Regions from separate parts of the Mus musculus genome. Here all the other regions are linked to region 1. A link is a contact called in public HiChIP or PLAC-seq and promoter capture Hi-C data. All regions are on one chromosome and are shown on one strand. Each heading gives the region's core, a stretch centred on a gene start, on an enhancer-like site or on the middle of the called end of the contact. The rest is flanking DNA. Distances are from core to core; before and after follow the strand shown.

Region 1 (4,220 bases), core at 653-3,152:
GATTTTTATTTCAATTGAATATCAAGAATAAGTAGAAGCAAGCCAGGAGGAGTAGGAGCATAGAACACACTGGGCACATGGTGCAAAAGAACAGAAGTGACAAAAAATGATCTTAAGAATATTATCAAGTTAGAATGGCTGAACTGTAGGTCATGTGTAGGAGCATGTACAGGTGTTTGGAAAGATCAGACTAAATGGAACACAAGACCGGGGGTGATAACAAAAAAGAATTCTACTACCATTGATGAGTTTAGATTTTTTAACCCTGCCGTTAACAAAAATAAATATATTTTTTGTTTTTCAAATAATGTATGTTTTTTAAACATACTACTAAACACAAAATGAAAGATAAAATTATGACACTGAGACAGAAACAACATGCTACTGATTTAATTGAGAAAAAATAAATTGGATTGTATTAAATTGGGTAGCTATGAACAAAGGGGAAGAATTTCTGAGAGATTGTGAACATTTAACCAATGGTCTTAAAGGCCAAGAGAAATGGCCAGGCAAAAAAAGTAAGCTAGAGTTCTAAAGCTTAGACCAGCCATGCAAGGATGTCTGTAAAGTGACTGACAACGACGCAGACTTTAAGCCTGTGGGAAACTTAGAGACATAAACCACCTCTATCTCTATAAAGAATTTCACTTGGGAGTGGCTGGATATAAATGGTGATTGAAGTAACAGATATGAATAAGAGAGTACAATGAGCAAAGCAACAAGAACAAGATGTAAAGCTAAGTATCTTATAAATTTAGCTGTGCATGATTAGTGGGAAAAAAAGAAAAATAAAACATGATTCCTTGCTTCAGTACCGAATCATGTGTCAGGTACTGAACAGCAGGAAAAAAAATGAGACAGAAAGCAACAAAGAAAGTGGTCAGCTGTACCAAAATAAAGGTCAAAAAAAAAAGTTATGGGTGTGCAAAAGCATCATAGGTGTGCCCATTACAGATGGTCACTGGTAAACACAAGATGCTGGGGAATACATGCTTATACCATCTCAACAGTACTTGGCATAGGTACCAAAAATGCTGAGGACAGATGCTGAAAAGATGTAAAATTTGAGATCTGAAACGCAAACAGAATTTTACCATGTCCAGAGAAACTTAAACTAACCATAATGGAGCAGGGATGTAAACAGAGTACTCACTCCTGGAACTTTAAGGGGGCAGGAGGTATTTTATATCTACTGAAAAATGCAGGTTTACAAAAGAAACCACTAGAATTTGGGTGGTATTAAACTCAAACAAAAACAAAAACCAGAACTTTAAAAGCAGAGACCGAATTAGAAATATTTATTAAAAGTTGGACCTAATTCACAAACTGGGGGGGGGGGGGGGGGTGAGAAATGAAGAAAAGCAATTAACTACTTCAATTATTAGTCCCTAGGCCACCCCTGAAGGCTATAACTTTTCACAGAATGTAGAAAGAGGGTCTCAGTATAAAGCCAGGGATGGTCAGATAACTTCACTCCGGGGAGTGGGGGAGATTGGGGACGGGATCCAATTTGTAAGTGATAATACAGAATAGAAATGTAAACAATTACATCGTGGTAAATAAATCTGATTAAAGTGTGTGCAAAAGCAAGTATTGTGTTTCATACAGTCACAAACTTGTTATGTCATACAGTCAAGAGCCAAGGAATCAAAATCCTGGTTCTAGTATCGTCTCTACCTGCGACGTGTTACATTTCTGAACAGTGGTCCTTTTTGACTTTGTGTTTAACCTGAGGGCAGGCTGAAGGCGGGCCGTCTGTCACCGCAAGCTGGCCATCAGCATCTTACCTGTGGCCTGCTGCTTAGGAAAAGGTACCTGGTAGGTCCCAGGCCCCACGTGCTCCTCGGTGCTGCCGCGGTTGGCACAGTCGAGCCAGCGCGGAGCACGGTCATACATAGTGATGAGGGGCGGGGCCCACGGGACCGGAAACTAGACAGGCGGCCTGCGTCGTCCCTACACGCGGGACTAGAGTGCGAGCTGCGTGCTGACTGGCTCAGCGGCGTCAGCTTTCCCTCGGGTCCTCGGCACAGAGGTAAAGTGGCGAGGACAGCAGCCAGAGGACCCGCCCGCCAGCCCGCCAGCGTTCAATTCAGCGCTCACGGGTCACGCCAGAGACCGGGCTTAGCCGCCTGAACTTCCGGCTCTGGCTCCGCCCACTCCCCGCCTCCCGGAAACCTTGGAAGGGCAGAGGCCGGAAGGACTCGGGCCTGTAGGTGCACTTCCGGCACCGGCCTCGGAGCATTTCCGGTCGAGCGCTCAGAGCTCGGAGATGTCTTGTAGAGTCTGACGAAGCTCCCTGCGCTAGGCAGGGCGGTGCTGCACCTCAGCTCCACCTCAGCTCCGCCTCAACTCACCTGCTTCCTGTCCCAGAATACCTTCGCTGCGCAGAAAAGCCCTAGAAACGCACTAGAAGGAGGCGAATTAATTTGATTTTGATTTGCCTTCCCTGTAAATCAGGGTGACTGGAAAGACCCGGGGGGCGGGGCAGCGAGGCGGGGACAGGTGGAATAGAAAAGCTCGGGACCCCAAAACAGGGTTTGGGATCAGCAAAGTCCCCCTTCACTCCTGTCAAAAAGGCATCCTCTGAATAAAGTCACTACTGAATCTGACCTGCAGGCCATCAAGATTTCTAAAGGAAAGCTGGGAACGCAGAGGGTTGGGGGCGGGGGTGGGGGGGTGACAAGAAATGGCAACATCTGAAAAGGGGAAAGCTTGCCTACTGAAGCAAGTCAAGGGCAAGGGCTAAAAACTGCTTCTGGTGTTGGACACGGATAAATGGCAACATTGTCTACAAAGTAAGGTGAAGGCATCGAAAAAGCCCAAGCCACCCTCATCGATCCACTGAATCTTCAGCAACAGGCGCTGGAGAGTATCAGAATCCATCTATGTGTTTGGTTGGTTTTTTTCATTAAGAAATCCACACAGCTTCTAAACATCCTTAAAGGCTTAGGCCAGTGGTTCTCAACCTTCTGAATGCTGCAACCCTTTAATACGGTTTCTCAACTTGTAGTGGCCCCATACCATAAAATCATTTTCATTGCTACTTTATAACTTTGGTACTGTTAGGAAGCACAATGTAAGTATTTTTGGAGGTAGAAGTTTGCCAGTGGGGTTGTGACCCACAGGTAAAGAACCACTGGCTTAGGCAATCCTTCCATGGCCCTGCCTTACCCACAAAAGAGCTAGAGTGCCTCAGTCCCCAATACAAACTTAAATATATTTAAATTTTGTGATTCTTAGTTTGCTACTTAGTTCTGAATTAATTGTGGCATCTCTGTTAGAATACTCAAAAAGTATGTGTGTGTGGTTCCTAAGAATCTTTTGATGTCTTCTACTAAACAGCTGGATCATTACTTACTTGAAAAGAACTTATTGGCAAATGTATATAGTTCTCTTACTCTTCTAAGTTAACCTGGATACAAATAAAACTAAAGCCCCTGTCCCTGGGTAGGTCATGAATAGCCCAAGAAGGGGCAAGCAAGGTATACAGAATGGCAAGAGAATATCACAAGCACTTGGGAAACTTATTTGTAATGAAGTGTTTAACTTTCTTGTTAACCTTAATGCTTCCTACATTCTTATAAAACTCATAAGTAGCTGGGAAGTGGTGACACATGCCTTTAATCCTAGCACCCAGAAGGCAGAGGCAACAGATCTCTGTGAGTACCAGGCCATCCCAGTCTACCAAGTGAGTTCCAGGACAGCAAGGACTACACAGAGAATCCCTGTCTCAAAAAAGGAAACATAAGAGTTCTTGGTGGGGGTTTTTTGTTTGTTTGTTTTGTTTTTTGTTTGTTTGTTTTGCCTCATATATCTGGCAAGATCCCATTCAGAAGAACTAGAATGGATGTGCAATGACATACTAGAAAGAGTCACAGATAAAAGGATGGAAAATTGTGTCATTAAAAGTCATGTTTCCTTTAACAACCTATTGGACATTCCTTATATATCATTTGCTCTTGGTAATAAAAGCCAATATATCAATTCAGACAGCATGTTCATGCCAGAGTATAGCATTGATAGCCTGGTTGTGCTATAGCAGTAGGGTAGCTTGCCATTTGTCCAGAAATTGAAGAAAATACCTAGGTAGTGAGATAAAGGATTTATTCGAAATCTACCAACAGGGATGCTGGCAGGGGTGAGAGTGACCATGCTAACATTGAGTGTACAGAGGGATGGAGCACAGAGCGATGCTGTGCAGCTGAGTGTCCCCTTTCCAC
Region 2 (4,220 bases), core at 1,006-3,505, 990 kb after region 1:
TTTACCCCACAGTTCGGGGAGAACAAATTGTAGGAAAAAAAAAAAACAATATGCTTCAGAGGTCATCTCAGGACTATAAGGGAAATATGTAAACAAGAGCAGAGGAAACTGACCTAAACCTACACATCAGTGTAAGATACTGAACAGCTCAGTGGTTAAGAGCACTGACTGTTCTTCCAGAGGTCCTGAGTTCAATTCCCAGCAACCACATGGTGGCTCACGACCATCTGCAATGGAATCTGATGCCTTCTTCTGGTGTGTCTGATGACAGCGACAGTGTGAACTTACATAAATAAAACAAATAAGCCTTTTTAAAAAGATGGAAAATTAGGTCAAAGATATTTGTGTGTTATATGAGTAGAGCACATAAAATATGGTTGAGGAATATATAAGGAAACAAGCCAGGCAAAAACAGTCAGTGCTAGTTTGATAATATGAGAACATGCTTGATTTCCTCCATATATTGTTTATCCTGATTCTCTAGAATAAACATTGTACTAGCCCAAAGTCGTCATTATATTTGTGTGTTGGAGCTCTAATGCTCAGTACCTCAGAATCTGAGGGTAAACAATTGCGGACTGGGTCTTTTCACATTGCAATCGAGTTACAATGTGGTCACTGAAGTTAGACAGAGCAGTCCTGTAGGCTATTTCCACAGTGAGGTTAAGGGACGGGAAGACACAAGCAGAGTACTCCTAAGCAAAGGAAAGGGCTCCTAAAGGAACCAATCTTGTCCACACTCTGTTCCCAGGATCCCAGCTTCCAGATGTATGAGCAAATAAATCCTTGTTCTTTATGCCGCACAGTCCTGGTACTTTGTTAATGGCATCTTTAGCAAACTATCATAATCATTTTTTTTTTAATGAAACATCAGAAAATTAACAGGAGGAGTCCTGATATTAAGGGAACCTCTCTTCCTGAGATGCATGGAAATAGAAGGACAGTTTGGGGACCACATCACCCACCTTGAACTACCCCTCTGTATACCATCACCAAGTCAACATTTTAAATCTGTTGTGCTATTTGTCATGTGTGCTGGATTCCTGATCATAGCTAGGAGTTCCTGAATTCCCGGTTACTGGAAATGTTCGATCAGTGGCTGGGCATTCTCATGACGGAGGCCACAGAAAGGCTTGTGTGGAGTTGAAAGTGTTCTAAGATTCATGCCAGCTCTCTGCCACTTATTTCTAAGGGCAGTGTTCCTGACTTCCACAGTGCAAAGTTAATTCTGATTATTGGTCTTTACTGGATTTCTGATTCAAACTAAGATGTTTCCATTCCATTTCTCTTCAATTGCGGGGAAAGTTATTTCAGGTTCTAGCGTTCAGACCTCGTCTCTCATGCTTCCCAGACTTCAAACATCATTTTTAGCTTCCTAAAATTCTAAGGTAGACTAAATGAAGTTGTTTAAAAGTAATGCCAAAAACAGTACCCCACATCTCAAGCGGTTACACACGCGTTTAAAGCAGGAACCCGATCAACCCAATCTGCAAGAGGGGGAAAAAAAGCCAGCCTTGTTTTCTGAGTTCCTGTCACTGTTCTGGCCCTGTCATCTTCTGAAGGAATAAACACGCTTTATCCACCACACGGTCCTATTTTCCAAGAGTGTTTGCAATTGTACTGTGATATAAAACATGTCCTCAGAAACTCGGAACATGCGGTTTCTTTGTTGTTGACTTTGCATTCCTGAATTCACTTTTTCCATTCTCAACAGTAGGGCACGATCCCCCAACACAGGAGATCCTGGACCCTTTAGACTCTAGAAAGGGATTGGGGAGATACCACTGACCCTGTTGAAGTCTCCTTATGGAAACAGTTTGCTATCCAGAGCAAATGACTGGCTAGCTGGAAACTAAATTATGAATAATGCCCATAGAAATCCCAGTTCTCTACTTCCCTTCCCTGCTTTCTGGGAGAACGTTCAGCATGTGGTTTTCAATTGAATCCTGCTGCGATTGGTATTCTGATGCAATTTACCCACATCTCCCCAACGTGTGTTACTTAACAGCCTTGCCTTCCTCGAGAAATAGTATTTAGTTTCTCTCCAGGATTCAGATCTCTCAGAAGCAACCCCCATTATTAGCTCAAGAGACTGAACAAGCTGAAACGTTTCCCTTACTTTTCCAGCGGTGCCCATCCTGCCTCTCCTGGGTGTGTGGCCTGCAAACAGGAACGTCTTCTGACTGAGGCACGGTTCACTCTTCTATGGGTACCAGCATCTTCGGCCTTCAATAAATAGCGTGACTTGGAAGTTCTGCTTGCCTTTGGCAACATGACTCATAGCCTTAGAATTTTCCCAACCCAAGAAGCTCCACCCTCCTGCAAGTCAAGTGGTGAAAAGAAATACAATACACATTATGATTAGACAAAAATAAGAAGCTAACAAACATTGGATAATCAAGTCTACTATGAAGGGCCAGAAAACACCCTTACCCATTTTATTTTAGAGAATATAAAAACAGGTCGTGTTAGTTCAGCTCTGTCCAATTGATACAGAGTGCATTGCATGCCTTCTACGTGCAAGCTGTTCTGTCAGGTAGCTGACTTTAGCTATGTGGTTAGGCATTTGTATTTGCACTCCATTTGCACTCGATATAGCTTGTAGAAAGTGTGGTTAAATATAAATGAGGGTTGTGGTATGACTCCATAGTAGAGCACATGACTTGATCCGGTCTCCGTTCTTAGCAACATACACATACAATTGTATATCATGTACGTATGTTGTGTTATTTGTCACACACACTGCATTCTTCATTATAGTTAGGAGCAGTTGCCTCAAGTCCCTGAATTCTCCATCACTGGGAATATATGTTTGTATGTATGTATAGTAGATGCAAGAAAATGTATAAAACCAGTAATGGCGATGGAGATGGGAAATTAACTATAACTTGTCTTTGCTCTCAGGAAACCTGTCATTTGGCTCAAGATCACATTATTTACCCACAGAATTGCTTACTGCTTACGCACATTGGTATCCAGAAGGACCGAGAGGGAATCAGAATCCTGCTATACAAAGAGGCTCTTGCATTCCTAAAGGAATCTACTTGGGCAAGCATTTAGCTGTTCCATCATTCCAAGCCACTGTTGTCCAGTAGGCAGCAGCATCAGACCCTTCTGGATCTGCTTTTGCCTTTGAGAGGAAGAGGTATTTATGTGACAGTGGCTAGCTGTCACATTGGTACACTACTGCCTCCAACAAACCCTCCATACAGTGACAAAATTTCACTCCTGCGGGGTGACACAGTGAGGCAGGTTTTCTGTCTTTAGACAAAACTCTTCAATCCTGAAATATAGAATAAGGGCTCTTACCAACCCGGAAGATATTTGCCAGAGTTTGTTGTTCAGCTACTTACACATTGACAAACTCCTCTGAATAACGGAAAACATGTCCACAGGTCTCTCGGCATAATGCAGTAGGTGCTGTAAGTCCGATTTCACACATATTTATATCTAATTCAGAAGTGGTAATTATAATCAGTGAGTCTACTGCACTGGCCAAAGTAAACCCAGTAGGTAAAAGCATTGCCAGTGGACCAGGCTCGTATGCAAGCGGTGTTGTTTTGGCAGCAATGGTGGAGAACCGCAGCTCTTGTTGTAGGCACCGCGGACAAGAGATAGGCAGGTACGGACAGACAGACATTCTGAATCTCAACCATCAAAGACCAAGCCCAGACTCAGCAACAAAAGCTTGTTTTCCTCAGAACAGAGGCAAAAGAACTAACAAGGGTGGAGCTGGCTCCAAGGCAGCAGAGAGCCAACACGGGTGGGGCTGGCACAAAGGAAAAGTTTCTCAGTTGATAAACTCCTTAAGGGTTTTGCAAGACTTCATAACATATTAGTCTGAAAAGTAAACTATTCTCATGTTAATCTGCCAGGTGATGTTAAATAAGGTCTTAATGTTACCAATCCATCTCTCCCCAGAATCGACTAGCTAAAAAAATGTCAAAAGCTGAAAGTTGGGAAGTACCCAATTAAAAAATTATTATGCGGGGGTGGGGGTGGGGGGTGGGGGGGGTGGGAGACTTGGAATCCAGGAAGAGCTGAAAGGAAGGAAAAGACAGCCGGCTATGATCAAAATGTATTGTGTGTGTGTGTGAAATTCTCAGAGAATAAATACAAATGCTATATGGAAAAGCACACTAAAAATGCACAGCTTGAAGTCTCCAGGGTAAGGCATCAGATTACAAGCTTCCTCCTCCAAACAAAGCAATGAATGAGAA
Region 3 (4,220 bases), core at 1,153-3,652, 560 kb after region 1:
GCACGTTTACCGTCTTCGCAACTGTCACCCACTCTCACAGGTGGCTGTAGAACCAGGTCAGACTGGAATCACCTAGATTAAACACTCCGGGGCGAAGTGCAGAAATGATGCATGGATAAAATCCCCTAATTCCAGCAGTTAGGAGGCTGAGGCAGGAGAATCACGATGAGTTCAACAGCAGCCTGGGCTTTAAGTAGTAAGGCTTTATCTCAAAGCAAAACAGTAAATGCCATCTTTAGACGAGCAATGCCCTTTCTACAGCCTGATCCCGTCAAAGCTGCACAGTGGCAAACTGGGGGCTCAGGGTTGAGGGAACACGATGGCAAGCTAGCTCATTGTTGTCTTCAGACATATACTAAAAAAAGCTCTCAAATTCAGCTTGGTATTTGAAGGACACATCAGCGTATGGGAAGCAGGAGAACATGGGCTATGGGGTACAGATGGTGGTGGGAAGACCGGAGGGGCTGGAGAATAGGGAAAGGGGGAAGGTGGGGAAGGGGGAAGGCAAAGAGAGGGTTAAGGGGGAAGGTGGGGATGGGGAGGCTGAAGGATAGGGGAAGGCAGGAGATGGGGGAAGGGGGGTGGGGGAAGGTAGGGGATGGGGAAAGGTGGAGAATGGGGGACTATGGAACATGCAGAGGGCAGGACTCAGTGACTCCTCTGTTAAGCCACCAATTCTGTTCTGAGCTCCCCAAAGAAAGCAAAGGTTTGGAAACTGCTCTCATCTTCTTTAGACCACTTTGAGGTAAGCAAGTCTTTTTATTCAGGTTCTCAGCCCCAGCCCAAGCAGCTGTACCCTTGACCCATATACCTTATCCTGTGACCTGTATACATCACGTGCCCCGGAGACGAGTTTGTAGATGCAATCTTCACCATCTCACAATATCTATGAGGTTTCCTAGCGCATGTATTCACATACACCTCTACATAGGTGCACACACATGTACACTCGCACACTGGCCGGAGACTGGGGCTCTTGGAAACTGTGTGAGTGGCCAGCGTCTAACCTGGTTGTTCACCCACCATCCTGTCATTTCTAGAGTTAGCCCAGTTAGCTCACTGCAAACAATACAAGACTAAAACCAACCAGGCTCCTTACCCAGGCAGAGTGATTCACAGAACACACCATAACAGGTTTGGTTCTCAAATTATACACACAGGCAGGAAGTGTTTCCCAGCAGGTGGCAGAGCCTCCATGGGATTGTTTTGTTTAGGAAACAACCGTTCACATCAGCTCGCTGGAGGCTCCAGAAAGCCTTTATTGTTTTAACCAGGCCCTTGGTGTTTGGCCAGCTGCTCTGACATTTCATGGTGTGAGTGACTCAGTGGAGAAAGCAAAAGGCAGCAAGCCTTGAAGCCAAGCCTAGAGAACTTTCTGGAAAAGATACACAGCCTCCGGAGGGAGAGAACTGAGTGGCTACATAAGCCGCAGGTATTTTCATCTCCCCAAGCTCGGGACCCCTCGAGAGTGGTGACAGTGGGTGCTGCAAACTCACAGAAGTGGGGAGCATTCCGTCTATTTAAATTATTGTTTTCATGCTGGGTGCGATGGCCCATGCTTTTAATCCCAGCACTCAGGAGGCAGAGGCAGGTGGCTCTTTGAGTTCGAGGCCAGCTGAGAGAGAGAGAGAGAGAGAGAGAGAGAGAGAGAGAGAGAGAGAGAATGAGAGAGAGAGAGAGAGAGAGAGAGAGAGAGAGAGAGAGAGAGAGAAGCCGGCACTACACAAGGAAACCCTGTTTAGGAAAAAAAAATTTTTTTTTCAATCCGTGCTTAGAGCAACAACAATTAAGGTAAGGTTTCAGATGGGGCTCATGAACTCTCTCTCTTGAGCGTCTTGCTTGAGCAGGCTCTCTGACAGGCTGTGACTTCACGCTCGTTCCTGCTGTGATCAGTAATTATGAAATAAAACATATAGCCAGGAAAGGGTCCCACCTCCTGAGCAGGGGCGCCTCTCCCCTCCTGAGTGCCGGTACCTCTCAACTGAAAGCAAGATTAGGAGAATCCAGTGTTGGCAAGAGATAAAGGGATCAGTGGAAGAAGGAGCAGCGAAGGCCCCAGGAAATTTACATAAGCCTGAAGCCGGAGTGGTTCAGACAGCCAGAAGAGCACGCCCCCAACCTCACCCCCAACCCCAGCCCCCGCCCCGGGGAGAAAGCAGGCCAGAAGAAAACCTCTGTAATGAGCTGTGAAGCCCGTGGGCTGCAGAGGGTTAGTTAGTTAAAGTAGCCTCCCCTCCATCTATACGGCAAGCAAGCAGCTGCCACAGCAAACCTGTCTGCAGCTGGCATTTCCTTTCTTTCCCTCCCAAGGCGGCTGAGCCTTTGAAGTAATCCTGGGTGTGAAAAGCTGGGAGGAGGTGCACAGAAGACCCACTTGGAAGCCACCTTCACAGAGCGGGCGGTGAGGCTCTGGAGACAGCAGCTACGGGATGGCGAGCTAGCAAGAGGCAAGGCGGACCGCCCAGCCTAATGGGCCTCCTCCAGCGCTGGAAACTCGCATCCCATTTCTCTTAGGCAACAGAGAAGGCAAAAGACACAGTGATCCTAAAGAGCGGCCCTTCTAAGCCACAGTGAATTCCCTAGGACAAACAACTTTTGGGCCGTTGGACGGCTCAGTGAGTGGGTAAAGGTGCTCAGCGCCCTGCCAGACATCAGGGTGGGGGAAAACATCATTTACAAGTTGTCCTCCGGGCGTCGCAGGCCTCTGAGCTCTCTTCCGCCCATTCATACCCGTAGTCCGTGGGTCTTTGGAGCCTGAAATCCGTGAACAGTCGGACCAGAAGAGAGACTGCACCGCTCGTGAATGAAGCTCGTGAGATATTTGATGATATTGACTCATGAAAACTAACTGTTGAATGGAACACAGGTCGGTGGAACAATCACAGGTGTAGATGTCAGTGTGAATACGCACCTTAGAGCTGTGGAAATGACCCTGAAGAACAGAGAACCTGAACGGTTGGAAACATTGAGTACTCCAGGCAGTAACATCCAGCTTACCCCTGGATACACACGTTGTCTTCTGATCTCTAATATGTAGGCCATGGCCTGTGCACCACATACATGTACAAATACATAGATGAATATTTAAAACTTAAAGAAAACCAGCTTTGTCAGGGTGACAACATGCCCACAATTCCAGCACTTCGAAGTGGAGGGAGAAGGACCAGCAGTTCAAGGCTAGCCTCAGCTACATGGTGAGATTGAGGTAGGCCTGGGCTACATGGAAAAAAAACAAAATAAAACAAAAAACAAACAAAAACCCAGAAAGAGAGCTTTGTTGATCTATGCTCAGGAATAAGGCATAAACAATGATTTAAATATTTAACACATTACTTCTACAAAAAAAGAAAAGAAAAGGCAAAGAAAATGGAAAGAAAAGCAAAATCTAGTGACTAAGTTGTGGGTGGCAGTAGAGAGTGGCAACTATACCTGCTCCAGGCCGACTTGTTGGAAGAGAATACAGATGCTAAAAGGAAAGGCTCTTTTCTCTACAGCAGACGCGGTGGGCCCTGGAGCTGCACTGGAAAAGTCTGAGCAAGAGAGGGCAGACAGAACCTGTCCCAGCTTTCTTATGACTTCCAAGCAGCCCAGAAGGGGATTTACGGGGGGGGGGGGGGGAGAAGGGAGAGAGAAAGAGAGGGGGGAGAGAAGGACAGAGGAAACACGCCCCACCCCCACTACTCACTCCCATCCCCCCCAAAAAACCCTCAACAGAACCTTTAGTTTAAGATTGCGGCTGAGGCCACCAGGGAAGCAAGACATTGAGCCACACACTAGACCAACACTGGTCAAGGGCCCCAGGCAAAGTGGAGGAAGCAGTTAAGAAGGAGAAATAAACAAATTAACTTGTCAGAGCCATCCAATTAGACAGGCCTAATGAAATAGATCCTTGCATAATAAAGTAGCATTTAGAGGGAGTGGCCATGACCATGTTTGTGATTTTATTCAGACTCCTGCTCAAAGATGCGACAAAGGTGATCACAGGCTAGCACAATACACACAACAGTGTCATGTTGGAATCATGTTGGAATATCCAACACATTACAGTAATCCTAAATATGTATTGTGCTGTTTTAAACCAGTGGTTCCAGGTACTCAAGTCCCTTTCAGGGTTCCCCCCCCATTAATAATATTAAACGCATTTTTGCCTGTTTTAGTTCCATGGTTTTGCATATAGAGTTCTCCAAAGGCAGCAAGTCTCTTAATGCCATCGTTGTTCC

The links. Promoter capture Hi-C pulls out the DNA fragments that hold promoters and counts their contacts. HiChIP or PLAC-seq counts read pairs in DNA pulled down with a chosen protein or histone mark.
Region 2: a promoter capture Hi-C map of the HPC-7 cell line shows a contact between it and region 1. The contact joins the promoter of Adh7 here to the promoter of Stpg2 in region 1. A contact is called at or near these places in 6 of 39 promoter capture datasets (the HPC-7 cell line, cranial neural crest, embryonic stem cells and 3 more), 1 of 15 datasets of contacts at CTCF or cohesin (pro-B cells) and 1 of 484 Hi-C or Micro-C datasets (olfactory sensory neurons).
Region 3: a contact with region 1 is called in an H3K4me3 HiChIP or PLAC-seq map of stem cell-derived neural progenitor cells, with 6 times the contacts expected there. The contact joins the enhancer-like site here to the promoter of Stpg2 in region 1. A contact is called at or near these places in 16 of 39 promoter capture datasets (the 3T3-L1 cell line, 3T3-L1-derived adipocytes, the C10 cell line and 7 more), 2 of 15 datasets of contacts at CTCF or cohesin (large pre-B cells and pro-B cells), 54 of 484 Hi-C or Micro-C datasets (B cells, the Ba/F3 cell line, the C2C12 cell line and 32 more), 9 of 115 datasets of contacts at active chromatin or transcription factors (astrocytes, bone marrow-derived dendritic cells, embryonic forebrain and 3 more) and 4 of 9 other capture datasets (adipose tissue, embryonic stem cells, liver and 1 more).

Annotation. Positions count from the first base shown.
Region 1 is chr3:139,203,575-139,207,794 of GRCm38.p6, reverse strand. It overlaps Stpg2 (sperm tail PG rich repeat containing 2), which reads right to left and starts at 1,902. Exons shown (of 14, transcript NM_198659.2): 1 at 1,788-1,902. The coding sequence starts at 1,896.
Region 2 is chr3:138,215,808-138,220,027 of GRCm38.p6, reverse strand. It overlaps Adh7 (alcohol dehydrogenase 7 (class IV), mu or sigma polypeptide), which reads right to left and starts at 2,255. Exons shown (of 9, transcript NM_009626.4): 1 at 2,120-2,255. The coding sequence starts at 2,137. All of the region lies in intron 2 of 0610031O16Rik (RIKEN cDNA 0610031O16 gene), which reads left to right.
Region 3 is chr3:138,642,528-138,646,747 of GRCm38.p6, reverse strand. No RefSeq gene overlaps it. Among named protein-coding and RNA genes, the nearest start is that of 4930425O10Rik, 82 kb to the left of the region's middle. Within about 2 kb of position 2,402, at least 123 of the 459 cell types and tissues checked have an H3K27ac peak or open chromatin away from gene starts, as enhancers often do. A contact at or near this core is called in the C2C12 cell line, DN3 thymocytes, the P5424 cell line and 11 more, where this site is marked.